Linked DNA regions of Drosophila melanogaster: region 2 is linked to region 1. Evidence: chromatin contacts called from public Hi-C data. All regions are on one chromosome and are shown on one strand. Each heading gives the region's core, a stretch centred on a gene start, on an enhancer-like site or on the middle of the called end of the contact. The rest is flanking DNA. Distances are from core to core; before and after follow the strand shown.

Region 1 (5,805 bases), core at 2,750-5,249:
GGCCAAGGAGTTGGACTTTGAGGATCTGCGACAGCCGCACGTGTACTCGCTGATTGTGACAGCCACCGAGGATTCGGGAGGATTTTCAACCTCCGTTGATGTGAGTAAATGACATATTCTTTTCGATGGGTTAAGTCGCAGAAAAGATTGAGAAGAAAAGCTTTATCATACATATTTCCTGTGAAAGGAGCTTAAAGTTGGCCTTAGTTATTTAAATAAAATTTAATGACATAAGCCGGAGGTATTAAAAAGCATATAAAAATCTTTTAAGTAGTAAAATCTTTAAATATAGAATTCAAAAACTAACTTACATTATTTTTCAGCTCACCATTCGCGTTACGGATGTGAATGATAACGCGCCGAAGTTCGAGCTGCCCGACTACCAGGCGCACAATGTGGACGAGGACATTCCGCTGGGAACAAGCATACTTCGCGTTAAAGCCATGGACTCCGATTCCGGATCAAATGCGGAAATCGAATATTTAGTATCCGATGATCATTTCGCCGTGGACTCGAACGGAATCATCGTGAACAACAAGCAACTGGATGCGGACAACAACAATGCCTATTATGAGTTCATAGTGACTGCCAAGGACAAGGGTGAACCGCCCAAATCGGGAGTGGCTACAGTTCGAGTTTACACCAAAAACAAGAACGATGAGGAGCCCAAGTTCTCCCAGCAAGTGTATACCCCCAATGTGGATGAGAATGCCGGGCCAAACACTTTGGTTACCACTGTGGTAGCCTCCGACAAGGACGGTGATAACGTGCGGTTTGGATTCGTGGGCGGCGGCACTTCATCGGGTCAGTTTGTCATCGAGGACATAACCGGTGTTATCCGACTGCATAATAAGGCCATATCCCTGGACAAGGACAAGTACGAGCTGAACGTCACCGCCATGGACGATGGATCTTGTTGTGTGAATGGAGACCAAACTATCCACACCTCAACTGCTGTGGTCGTGGTATTCATCACCGACGTCAACGATAATAAGCCAGTGTTCAAGGACTGCAGTACCTATTATCCGAAAGTCGAGGAAGGAGCTCCTAATGGAAGTCCTGTCATTAAGGTTGTGGCCACCGACGAGGATAAGGGTGTGAATGGACAGGTAAATAATATAATGCCCGCATTGTTTCCTAGGGAAAATTGTAGCTAAAATATTTTGTTGTATGAAGACATCAAGAATAAGACAACACAAGAATGCATTGAAACATTTCACTAGATAACATTTCTAAATGTGTGTATGTATATAATTTTCATAATATTTCATACAACAAAACCCCACAGGTGATATCAACTGCTTTTAATATCGATTAAGCACTGGAAAACTTCCACTCATTTTCGGATTAACTAATTTAGATGCATATACTATATACTTGTAATAGCAATCCCCACTTTAATACCTCTTTTGATTATCCTTTCCCTAATTACATTCCCCTTTCGGTCACCAAACCTGATTAATTATACGTTATTTGTGTTTTGAGGCCAACGCAAACATGATTACCCACACCTAATTGAATTAACTGCATGTGTGTGGAAGCGATAGGGTGATTTCATGACGAGATTTAGCCATAATTTTCTTTTCGTGCCTACCAAGTTCAATGCACTGCTTAGTGCATGTCGTGTGTGGAGGTCGAGTGCCTCGGCAGCTTTAATAGTAATCAATCACTAAACCATTTTGCATGTTTTTCGACAGGTGAAATACTCAATTGTTCAGCAACCAAATCAGAAAGGCACAAAGTTCACGGTGGACGAGGAGACCGGAGAGGTGTCCACCAACAAGGTATTCGATCGCGAGGGAGATGATGGCAAGTTCGTGTCCGTCACAGTTAAGGCCACCGATCAGGGTGATCCCAGTCTAGAGGGTGTCTGCTCCTTCACCGTGGAAATCACAGATGTAAACGATAATCCGCCACTGTTCGATCGACAGGTGAGTCATAAAAAAAACGATCAGTCCTAAAATGTATTACACATTCACGGATTTTCTAGAAATACGTGGAGAATGTAAAGCAGGATGCCAGCATTGGCACAAACATCCTTCGTGTCTCTGCCTCCGATGAAGATGCCGATAACAATGGAGCTATAGTATACAGCCTGACTGCTCCCTTCAATCCCAACGATCTGGAATACTTTGAGATTCAGGCTGAGTCCGGTTGGATTGTACTCAAGAAGCCGCTTGACGTAAGTGTTCGCTTTTCATTTAGCCTATGAACTTATGAATCGATTACCCCAATTATGAGTTTGCCATGTCCCTACTAACCAAGTCTTATTATTTTAATTTAAAGTTCTTATTTTCAAAAAACGAAACTTTTTGTTTTACTAACTTATTCAGTGACAGATGCTTAGCATCTACCAAGTTCAGACAGCTCAAGCGGCTTGTATCTATATCTGTATATGTTATCTTTTTGCTTTTGATTTCTTTTCAAACTGCACCTTTCTTTTAATTTGTATTTCAATAACTTACAAGACCGCAAAAAGTCGTAGGTACAATAGAGCCTGATATGCAGCGATGCAAGTTTTTTGCCACATCGATGGAGATCTGCGTCTATAAAAATAAAATACAAAATAATATTTTTAGTTTATTCAAATTGTTTTGTTTAGTTTATAGTGCGTAAAATTGGCGAAAAACAAAAGCTTACCGAGTGCAGATGCCAAAGAGCGAATTGATTTTTAACATTTTTTGAAACAAATCAAAACTAACACAAAACAAGAAAAAAAAAACTAAGGGAGAGAAGTTGGTATGAAAATGCTTATAACAGTTCAGCTATTTTTGGTGACAGGTTTATAGGTTTAAGAAAAATGTATATAATAAAAGCGCATACCCCGAAACGATCACGAATATTTTTGAGCATCGTTGGAACCTATTTTAATGGTTTTATCCATTAAATATTTTGAATTTAGTTGAACTTTCAAAACAGCATAATTTTGTATTGCCTCTCTTTATTTTATACCCAAATATCTTCCCAACAAATCCCAAAGCAAAATAAAAAAAACTTTTTGTCGAGACTATGCAATTTTTTGAACGTCTCTTGCTGAAAGCTTAAGTATTTATGCTATAGCTATTATATTTTTGAAACCAATGTTTAAATGGATTTTTGAAGAACATTTAGTTTTGCATGCCCATGCGAAATGTGGCCTAATTTGTACAGGATTTTGATAGGAAACATTTACTTTTATATTCTTATTTTAAATGCACTTTACATTTTTATTTGCTTTTTATTTGTTAACTAACCATTTGAGAGGGAATACGATTTAGGCATTTTAATAGTTTATATTTTAATTTATCTTTACATATCCAATATAATGGTACTGAAAAAATATATCAACAATTTAGGGTTGTTATCCAGTAAGTAAATGCAATTACTGTTACTGTGCTAACCCCTTTAAGCAGTTAAAAAACCAAAACTGTAAGCTAACATAAAAAATCGAAACTAACTCGAGGAACAGGTTGCATTTTATTAAATGTAAATAGTTGTGAATTTAGGACTCATTTCATCGTAGGGTAACTCAGAATAATGCAAATAATAGTCTCGTCAAAAGAATCCACCCATTTATGTGAACCGATCCACCGATCCTTGAAACACTATTATTACTTATAAACGTATCCTTTCCCATCCCAAATGTTACAAATCGCATATATATTTTATTTATATCTTGTGTTAATTTTTCTTATACTTCTAAAATCATTGGATTTAATTTAAACAGTTGGAGGTGCCAAAGAAATCCTTCGGTTTTGAAGCCATTCAATGCTCTCTAAAATTATACAGTAAAATTATTGTGATTTATTATTCCACAACAAGTAGAAAGCAATTACAAGCATCAATATATTCAGATAATAGGATTATATTGGTCATTAGTTAAGGCGGATCCTTCAAACCTAAGAGATTTCTGTAACACCTTCGATTTGAACAACGATGCCATCAAATACGTAATCGTAACGTAAACTCAGTACACAAACCAAAACGTAACCAGTGCTAACACTTTGGGTTCGGTTCTCGACTACTCCTTGCAATGTTAACTCCCGTTGTGCTGTTGACGCTAACATTTTCGCCCTAACTGTTCTGTACTGCTTCAATCAAAATTCACCCACTCAATCAAATCATTCAACAGCGTGACCGTTATCGATTGAGGGTTAGTGCCTCCGATAAGGGCACTCCCGCCTCGGCAGCCGATGTCGATGTTGAGTTAGATGTCGTCGATCGGAATAATAAGCCACCCATTTGGGATAAGAGCATTTACGGGCCGATTCACATACGCGAGAATGTCACTGTGGGTACGGTTGTAACATCGGTTAAGGCAAGGTTTGTATAGCCAATGAGAACTCACAACCTAACATTAAAACTAAAACTAAACCTAACTTGCGAGTCTAACAGCTGTCGGTCTCCTTTAACATAGTCTAGATAACATTTTTTTGAACCAGCGGAATAACAATCGGCTAACCTAAACCTAGCATTAAGCTTTCAAGTATTTTGAACATACGGTCTATTCACTGTTACGTGAGCTTTGGAATGCAAATCCCTTTTTTTTTGGCATATCGTAAAGCTCTCACCGAATGCAGCAACCAAAAGTCCTGACCAATCTGTGAAACCGAATCGAAAATGGAAGTGCAAAAATTCAAAATCCTTCAATCTTTTGTTGCTGGTGTGTATTTGATTTTGAATCGAGCAATTCGTTTTTTAAATATGGTTGCTCCTCAGAATCTTTTTGGATTTTGCCGAGTCTTATTTCTTTCTCTATATACTAAACAAAACACATCACCCATTGGATCTGTGATTTCCCTAAAAAGACTCAAAACCCCTACATGAATTAATGCCTGGAATTGTGAGAATCGTAATGAAATTTTTGGTGTTGGTTTTCATTTGGAAAATACCCTGCTTAGACATGCGCCATATATCATAAGCAAAACAAGGTTGCAGTTTAGTCGTAAGCTAGTGGAGCAAGGTAACTACACAAAGTGTTCAAAAATGTTAAAAAGCAATAGTCGAAAGCGAAAAGAATAAAAACCGCAGCAAACTGTGTAAAGTATGCTATGAAAATTGTACTTATTAAATGCACAAAACCCAATATCAGTTTCTTATATTAAATATTTAGTTGACATTTTCATTTTAAAGCTATAAATATTTATTTAAATAATTAAACATTTTTTTTCGAAGGCTAGGGTCGAGACTTTACAAAATATTCTGCACTGCATTTGAAATACTTTTTATAAAGACCGTAATCTTAAAATGTTTTCCTTTCCCGTTTTTCGATTAATTTATAACTTATTTAATTGCGGTGTTGGTTTACAATTTATTTTTGAGTTTTAACCAAAAATCTACTATTATAACTACATCATTTTTAGAACTTCTTTACATAAAAGGTTCCAACTATATTATATCATTTTGTTTTTTGCCTTTTTCCTGAACAAATGTCGTATTTACCAACCAATATCGACGCGACTGTCATTTTTGCATCGCCTTGCTTGATTTTGATAACAAACCCAAACGATTTTTGATAATATTGATCGTGAAATGTATATAAAATACAGCGCGAGACATACAAGTTAGAGGCCATGGCCCAAGACAAGGGCTATCCGCCATTATCGCGTACTGTCGAAGTACAAATCGATGTGGTCGATCGTGCAAATAATCCGCCCGTCTGGGATCATACTGTCTATGGGCCCATTTATGTCAAGGAAAATATGCCCGTTGGCGGCAAAGTCGTCTCGATCAAAGCCAGGTCTGTTCATTTTTCGTGCAAAAAAGTTTATCTTAAAAAAAAAATCAAATCAAAATACATTCAATTTTGCTTAGTTCAATTTTAAG
Region 2 (5,854 bases), core at 2,900-5,399, 260 kb before region 1:
ATAGATCTTCCTTATACTTAATTTATAAAATATAAATAAAGTTAAAGCTGCTATCTGTTAAAAGTCGGTAATCATGTCATATTTATAGACGTAACCACACCATATTTACCTACCATGTTAGCATTATTAAAAATATTTATCTTTACCCTTTCTCAGATACAACTGAACCAGCACTGTGGGATCTTCGTTACTCTTAATCCCGCCGGAGCTGAGTATGGTGGTCGCCAAAAGCTGCCCGGAAACATCCAGGCTCTTTTCCGACCCATTGTTATGCAGCAGCCGGAACCAGGTGAAATCGCCCGGGTTATGCTGTTCGTCGAGGGCTTTACGGAGGCATCCGCCATCGCATCTCGCATCGTGGAGTTGTTTGAACTGAGCGGCAAGATGCTGTCTGCCCAGCGGCATTACGACTGGGGACTGCGCGAGCTGAAGACGGTGCTCATGGTATGCGGAGAAGGTTTGAGGGATCAATTAACCAGCGAGGATAACAACCAGTCCAGCGCTAACTTCGAGATGTCGGTGGTAGTTCGTTGTCTGCGTTCATCCACAATGTCCAAGCTAGCCCCCCACGATGTCAATAGATTTGAGATGCTGCTACGGAATGTTTTCCCCGAGATTGGCAGCTCGCCGGCGCCAGAAACTCAGCTCCATCAATCTCTATCCGCCGCCTTTGCGCAATTGGGGCTCTGTCGAAGCGAAAGGCAAATTGAAAAAGCCTTGCAACTGCACGAGCAGCTGCAAAAACGGATGGGAGTGGTGTTGGTGGGACCGCCAGGATGTGGCAAGTCTACCATCATATCCCTCCTTAAACAGGCTCTGTGTGGAACCCAGCTAAAAGTGCACACCATCAGTCCAAAGTCAATGAGTCGAATTCAATTGCTGGGACGCCTGGATGCCGATACTCGTCAGTGGCAGGACGGAGTACTGACCCACACAGCGGTGGCGGTCAATCAGGAGTCATCTCAAGTCCACTCATGGATCGTTTGCGACGGCAGCATCGATCCCGAATGGATAGAGGCACTGAACTCGGTGTTGGACGATAACAAGTAAGTGCATTTAATCCCCACTTTTTCAACATTCACACAACTGTTTGAGGAAATAGATTCTAGGCATACGCATAATTTAGACTTGAAAAATATCCTATATCCATGAAGTCACTTCATAAACAACTGAATTCCATTTTCAGCAATCGCTTGCTGTTTATATTTTGCTCTTTTCTGCGCATAAATTCGTAATAATTATTTTGCGGCTGGCCATACTATATCATTATATCATATAGGTATACAGTTATCGTTAATTCGTATTGTAGATCGTATCATCCTAAACTTGCAAGTATTGTGTCTCCTATCACTTAGCTAAACAATATACGTACATATCTAAAAAACAGAGAAATGCTTGAAACGATGACGACATAAAAAGTTATGACGGGGAAGCCCTTAAGCACTTAAGAAACGTAATGCGGATTGCGTAACGCAACATAATACGTATCGGCATTTTTAAAATGGCGTCTACTTAACATACTTTAAAATAAACATGGGTGTGTTTCAGTGCGAGTGTGTGCGTATGAGGTCTTGGCACACATCTATTGGAGTTGTGACAAAATAGGAATAAGAGTCGTTGTAGGAAAACCAATAATCTACCAACCTAAAATGAATGAGGAATTACAGGAAAATTTTATGTTTTGGCACCTGCTCTAAAGCTCATGGTGCATTTTATCACAATGTGTTTTTAGTCCAAAGATACAAAATAAACTATTTTTGACGACAATGTAAATAGGATTTAAAATGGCAATTGTTTTTGCATATAATTCGAACAAAAAGTAGGGAAGATTTGCTGTGTCCTATTGATAAAACTGAATTGTTTTGAGAAAAATAATTCCCTTTCTACACTAAAAAATAACCTAACAAGTTTCACTTTGGAAGTAAAAATTTCTTAAAAAAAAAACAAGAGAGAATGAAATAGTCGAGTTTCCCGACTATCAGATACCCATTACTCAGCTAGTGTGAATGCGAACGCGAAATATAATTTTTCTAGGATATCGTTAGGTATTGGGAGGGATAAAATGAGAAAAAAATTACAAATTGTTTAAAAGTGTGGGCGTGAAAGGTTCGGCGCCGTTAGAGTGGGCGTGGGAAAAAGGTTTTTTGTCAAATCGATAGACATTTACAAGACTAATGAAAAATTATGGAAAAATATCCAAAAATATCCCTAGAATGTGTGTGCTGAATCTCAACTTTTTAGCTTTTATAGTTCCTCAGATCTCGACGTTAATGCGGACAGACGGACATGGTCAGATAACTCGGCAATTGATCCTGATCAATAATATATATACTTTATATGGTCGAAAACGCCTGTTACATACTTTTAAACGATTCTAGTATACCTTTTTACTCTACGAGTAACGGGTATAATAAGAATAGTTTCTATTGCATTTTCAGCACCACATAGCTCTCTGCTTGAATGCTTGTTAGATTTGTAATTACAAATACCATTTCGTACTCGAGCAATTATGGCAACGTAATACATTTAGGCAAATGGAATTGTAAATCACATAGCTAATTCGATCACAACTCCAGGTGTGTGTGCCCTCAAACTTTCGGATGCGTTTAGCTGGCTAGAGGGTTGAGCTTAGAACTACAGGCGAGAATCGCTCACTGCGGAGCATGTTGCAGTTGCTGTGGCGGCGCAGGTTGCTGTTGTTGCTGGTGAGTTGTAGGTGGCGGGGGCGGCAGGGGTGGCAAGGTCAGCGAGGGGGGCGGCGGCGGAGGCGGCAGTGAGCGCATGTGTTGCATGTGCGCCTGAGGGGCCATATGCTGGAACATGTTGCAGTGCTGTTGCTGCTGCAGATGATGTTGCTGCTGCTGCTGCTGCTGTTGCTGCTGCTGGTGCTGATGGGCGCTGAAAAGATGCTGTTGCTGCGGAGGTGGCTGGGCGGGATTTACATCGGGACCTGTCTGGAGAACTATCTCCGGTTCGAGACTAATGACCATTTCTGAATCATCCTGTTGCTGCTGCTGTTGCGGATTCCTCAGCGAGGCCAGTGCCGCCGCCTGCGCAGCAGCCATAGCCGAGGCGGAGATATCCTGTCCATACTCCTGCTTGATGCCATTCGGTGGACCTGCATACAGAGTAGCGCTGAGGTTCTGATGCAGGATGGGATGACAAAGCTGCGGCATCAGCGTCACACCAGCGATAGGTAAAGCGGGGTGGCCAAAGCTGCGTGGCGGGTAGAGTTGCTGCAACTTATTCAGCTGCTGTAGGTGCGAGGCATGGGCGGGGGGCGTGGCCAGTTGGGTGAGTTGGCTAGACATCATTCGGTTCCGCTGATGCGCGAGCTGGTGACTCAACTGCTGCTCCTGCAGATGCGTGGGCGGAGGCTGCTGATGCTGCTGCTGTTGCTGTGGCACCTGCTGGTGTTGCTGCAACTGTTGCTGCTGCTGTTGCTGCAGCTGTGGCGTGGGTTGCTGCTGGCCTGGGGGCGGGGCTGGTGACACACCTACTTCGGGCTTAACCACAGGCACTGGCGGTATCATGGCTGCGAATTCCGGCGGCAGCTGCGTCGGATCCGTGACAAGCAAGCCCTTCTTTCGATCCTTTCGGATCTTATCCCTTAGCTTTTCCAGCTGCCTGAAGGCCTCGTTGGCCCTACGAGCCTTTTTCCTATCCCTGTCACGTTCCTGCTCCAGCCTTCTGTACTCCGGATTCATTCGCTTGATTCGTTTCCTTTCTCGATCCCGCTCCCTTTGGATCATTTTCAGTCGCAGCTCCTCATCGGGGGTCAACTGTAGGCGCATACAGAAACAGAATGGGGGAAAACATATTAAAGCATAGTGTTTTAGGTCACAGAAACTGTGGGAGTTTGTCTGGTTTGGAGGGTTCAAGAAGTGTCAACGGTCCTGGGATCTTCTAAGCCCCTACCCCCTAATCTCTCAAGCCATGTGAGTGTGTGTGTGTGTGTCGTGTGAATCGAGTGTTCGAGTGTGGGATTATGTTTATAGATAATATAGAATATTGGAAAAATGCTACGTTAGCACGTCGTGCCTTCTTGCGGAATCGATCGCGCTCGCGTTCCATTCGCCGGTACTCGGGATTGAGGCGCTTGATCCGCTTCCTCTCGCGATCCCGCTCCCGCATGATGAACTTGTGGCGGGCCTCCTCCTCGGGGGTCATCAGCTGAAATTACAGAGAGAGTGGTTGGTTGGCAAACGGCAGTCAGCAGAAGGGGTCGTGTCTCGATCTGAGTCTGAATCTGAATCTCGGGCAGTGTTCTTGTGTGGCTAAGCGTGGTCTTATGCGATAGTATGATCTCCTCTCATTTTGTCTTGAAACCAGGGCAATCCACATGAAACTAACTTCTTGAATTAAAATTTTTGTCCCGCAGGCTACTAACTTTGCCATCGGGTTGGAGGATTCAGTTCGGGAGCAATGTTAACTTTATTTTCGAAACAGATGATGTGAGGCATGCGTCACCAGCAACGATTTCAAGAATGGGTATTGTCAATATGAGGTGGGTTTTGATTTTTAACTTATGAAGAACTGTTTGTAATTTCTTTGCCGATATATGATAGTTACGACTACTATCCGGCTGATGGGATTCTTAAACATGAGCTGTCAAAAGAACCCTATGGCGACCTATTGCAAAGTTACGTGGACGGCAACTTCCAATATGCTGTGAACTGGATCGAAAGCCAACTTTTATTGACGTGAGTTGCTCAGTTCATATTAAAAATTCTTGAGTTACAAATTAGCATTTTCTGCAGTCATCTGCCTGGTATAAATCGGGCCCACCTTCTGCGCTCCCTGCTACTTCAACTTCATGGTACTCAGTCTTTAGAGGAATATGGAGCAGCCACTCTTCGAGCACTTTTCGGTTACATGCCCAACGATCGACAGCGGGAGTTTGCCCAACTGATTCTAAAACACGCGAATCTTTATGTGGCCAATCCTAACTACGCTGAATTGACTCACTATGAAAGCAGCAGAAATTCGTTAGAGCAATATGCGGTGGATGCAATAGAGACACCAGAAAAAGGATCGCAGCTAATAATAACATCGTACATGAAATCCTATTTGGACATTTTAGAAACCCTGCTGAAAACTCAGGGCACTCGATTACCGCCCTTTATGCTCATTGGTCCAAGTGGGTCGGGCAAAACCCTGCTCCTTCAAAGAGCCGTGCTGGAGAACTCTGGCTATCAGTTGGCCACCATCAATTGCTCTACTCAACTGACTCCTAGGTATATTTTGCACACATTGAAGACGCACTGCGTCACAGTGAGTGGAATCAAGGGAAGAGAGTACCGACCAAAGCAAGCGAGACTGGTGCTCTTCATGAAGAACTTGGACCTCTGCCAGCAGGATTCCTGGGGAGCTTGCGAAGTTGTGGAACTGCTATTCCAACTAGCTCAACGAGGAGGCTTTTACGCCGAAAACCTTGAATGGATTGGTGTAAGCGGTCTGCAATTATGCGCCTCTATTGGCGGAAACACCGGCAAAATCGCACCGCGCTACTTTGCCATCAATCAGTTTGTGCGAGTTTCCCGACCCACCAGCCAGGACATGCTAGAAATCGTCCAGCGGCGATTGGAACCTCTTTTGGAAGAGCACTTCAGGGGATCGGAAAATCGAGGAAGGTCCGGGGTCAATTTGCAGCACGTCAGCGAGAGTCTAATGGACTGCTTTGAGAAGGTTTGCACCCCCACTTTCTATCCATTTGGGAATTCATCATCGCAGGACCTGCTAATTGACTTTGCCCTCTTTTAGCTGCAAGCGACGTTCACCAACGTGGGAGGCAGACAGGCACACTACCAGTTCAGCCCCAAATGCATCATGAAGCTGCTGGATGCCCTTGTCT

What was found. A called contact is a pair of places that touch in the nucleus more often than the background predicts.
Region 2: a contact with region 1 is called in a Hi-C map of the OSC cell line, with 2.8 times the contacts expected there. The contact joins two enhancer-like sites. A contact is called at or near these places in 18 of 107 Hi-C or Micro-C datasets (the D17-c3 cell line, the OSC cell line, the PNm cell line and 7 more) and 1 of 6 datasets of contacts at active chromatin or transcription factors (the Kc167 cell line).

What each region holds. Positions count from the first base shown.
Region 1 is chr2L:17,714,220-17,720,024 of dm6, reverse strand. CadN (Cadherin-N) reads left to right here. Exons shown (of 24, transcript NM_165227.3): 6 at 1-100; 7 at 324-1,109; 8 at 1,698-1,931; 9 at 1,991-2,182; 10 at 5,529-5,719. Among named protein-coding and RNA genes, the nearest start is that of CG43231, 12 kb to the right of the region's middle. Within about 2 kb of position 3,999, at least 35 of the 39 cell types and tissues checked have an H3K27ac peak or open chromatin away from gene starts, as enhancers often do. A contact at or near this core is called in the OSC cell line, where this site is marked.
Region 2 is chr2L:17,970,191-17,976,044 of dm6, reverse strand. It overlaps btv (beethoven), which reads left to right. Exons shown (of 25, transcript NM_001042904.4): 13 at 157-1,046; 14 at 4,382-4,507; 15 at 4,569-4,703; 16 at 4,761-5,688; 17 at 5,764-5,854. CG5674 reads right to left here. Exons shown (of 2, transcript NM_165233.3): 2 at 1,177-3,782. The coding sequence ends at 2,652. Among named protein-coding and RNA genes, the nearest start is that of btv, 9.4 kb to the left of the region's middle. Within about 2 kb of position 4,149, at least 2 of the 39 cell types and tissues checked have an H3K27ac peak or open chromatin away from gene starts, as enhancers often do. A contact at or near this core is called in the OSC cell line, where this site is marked.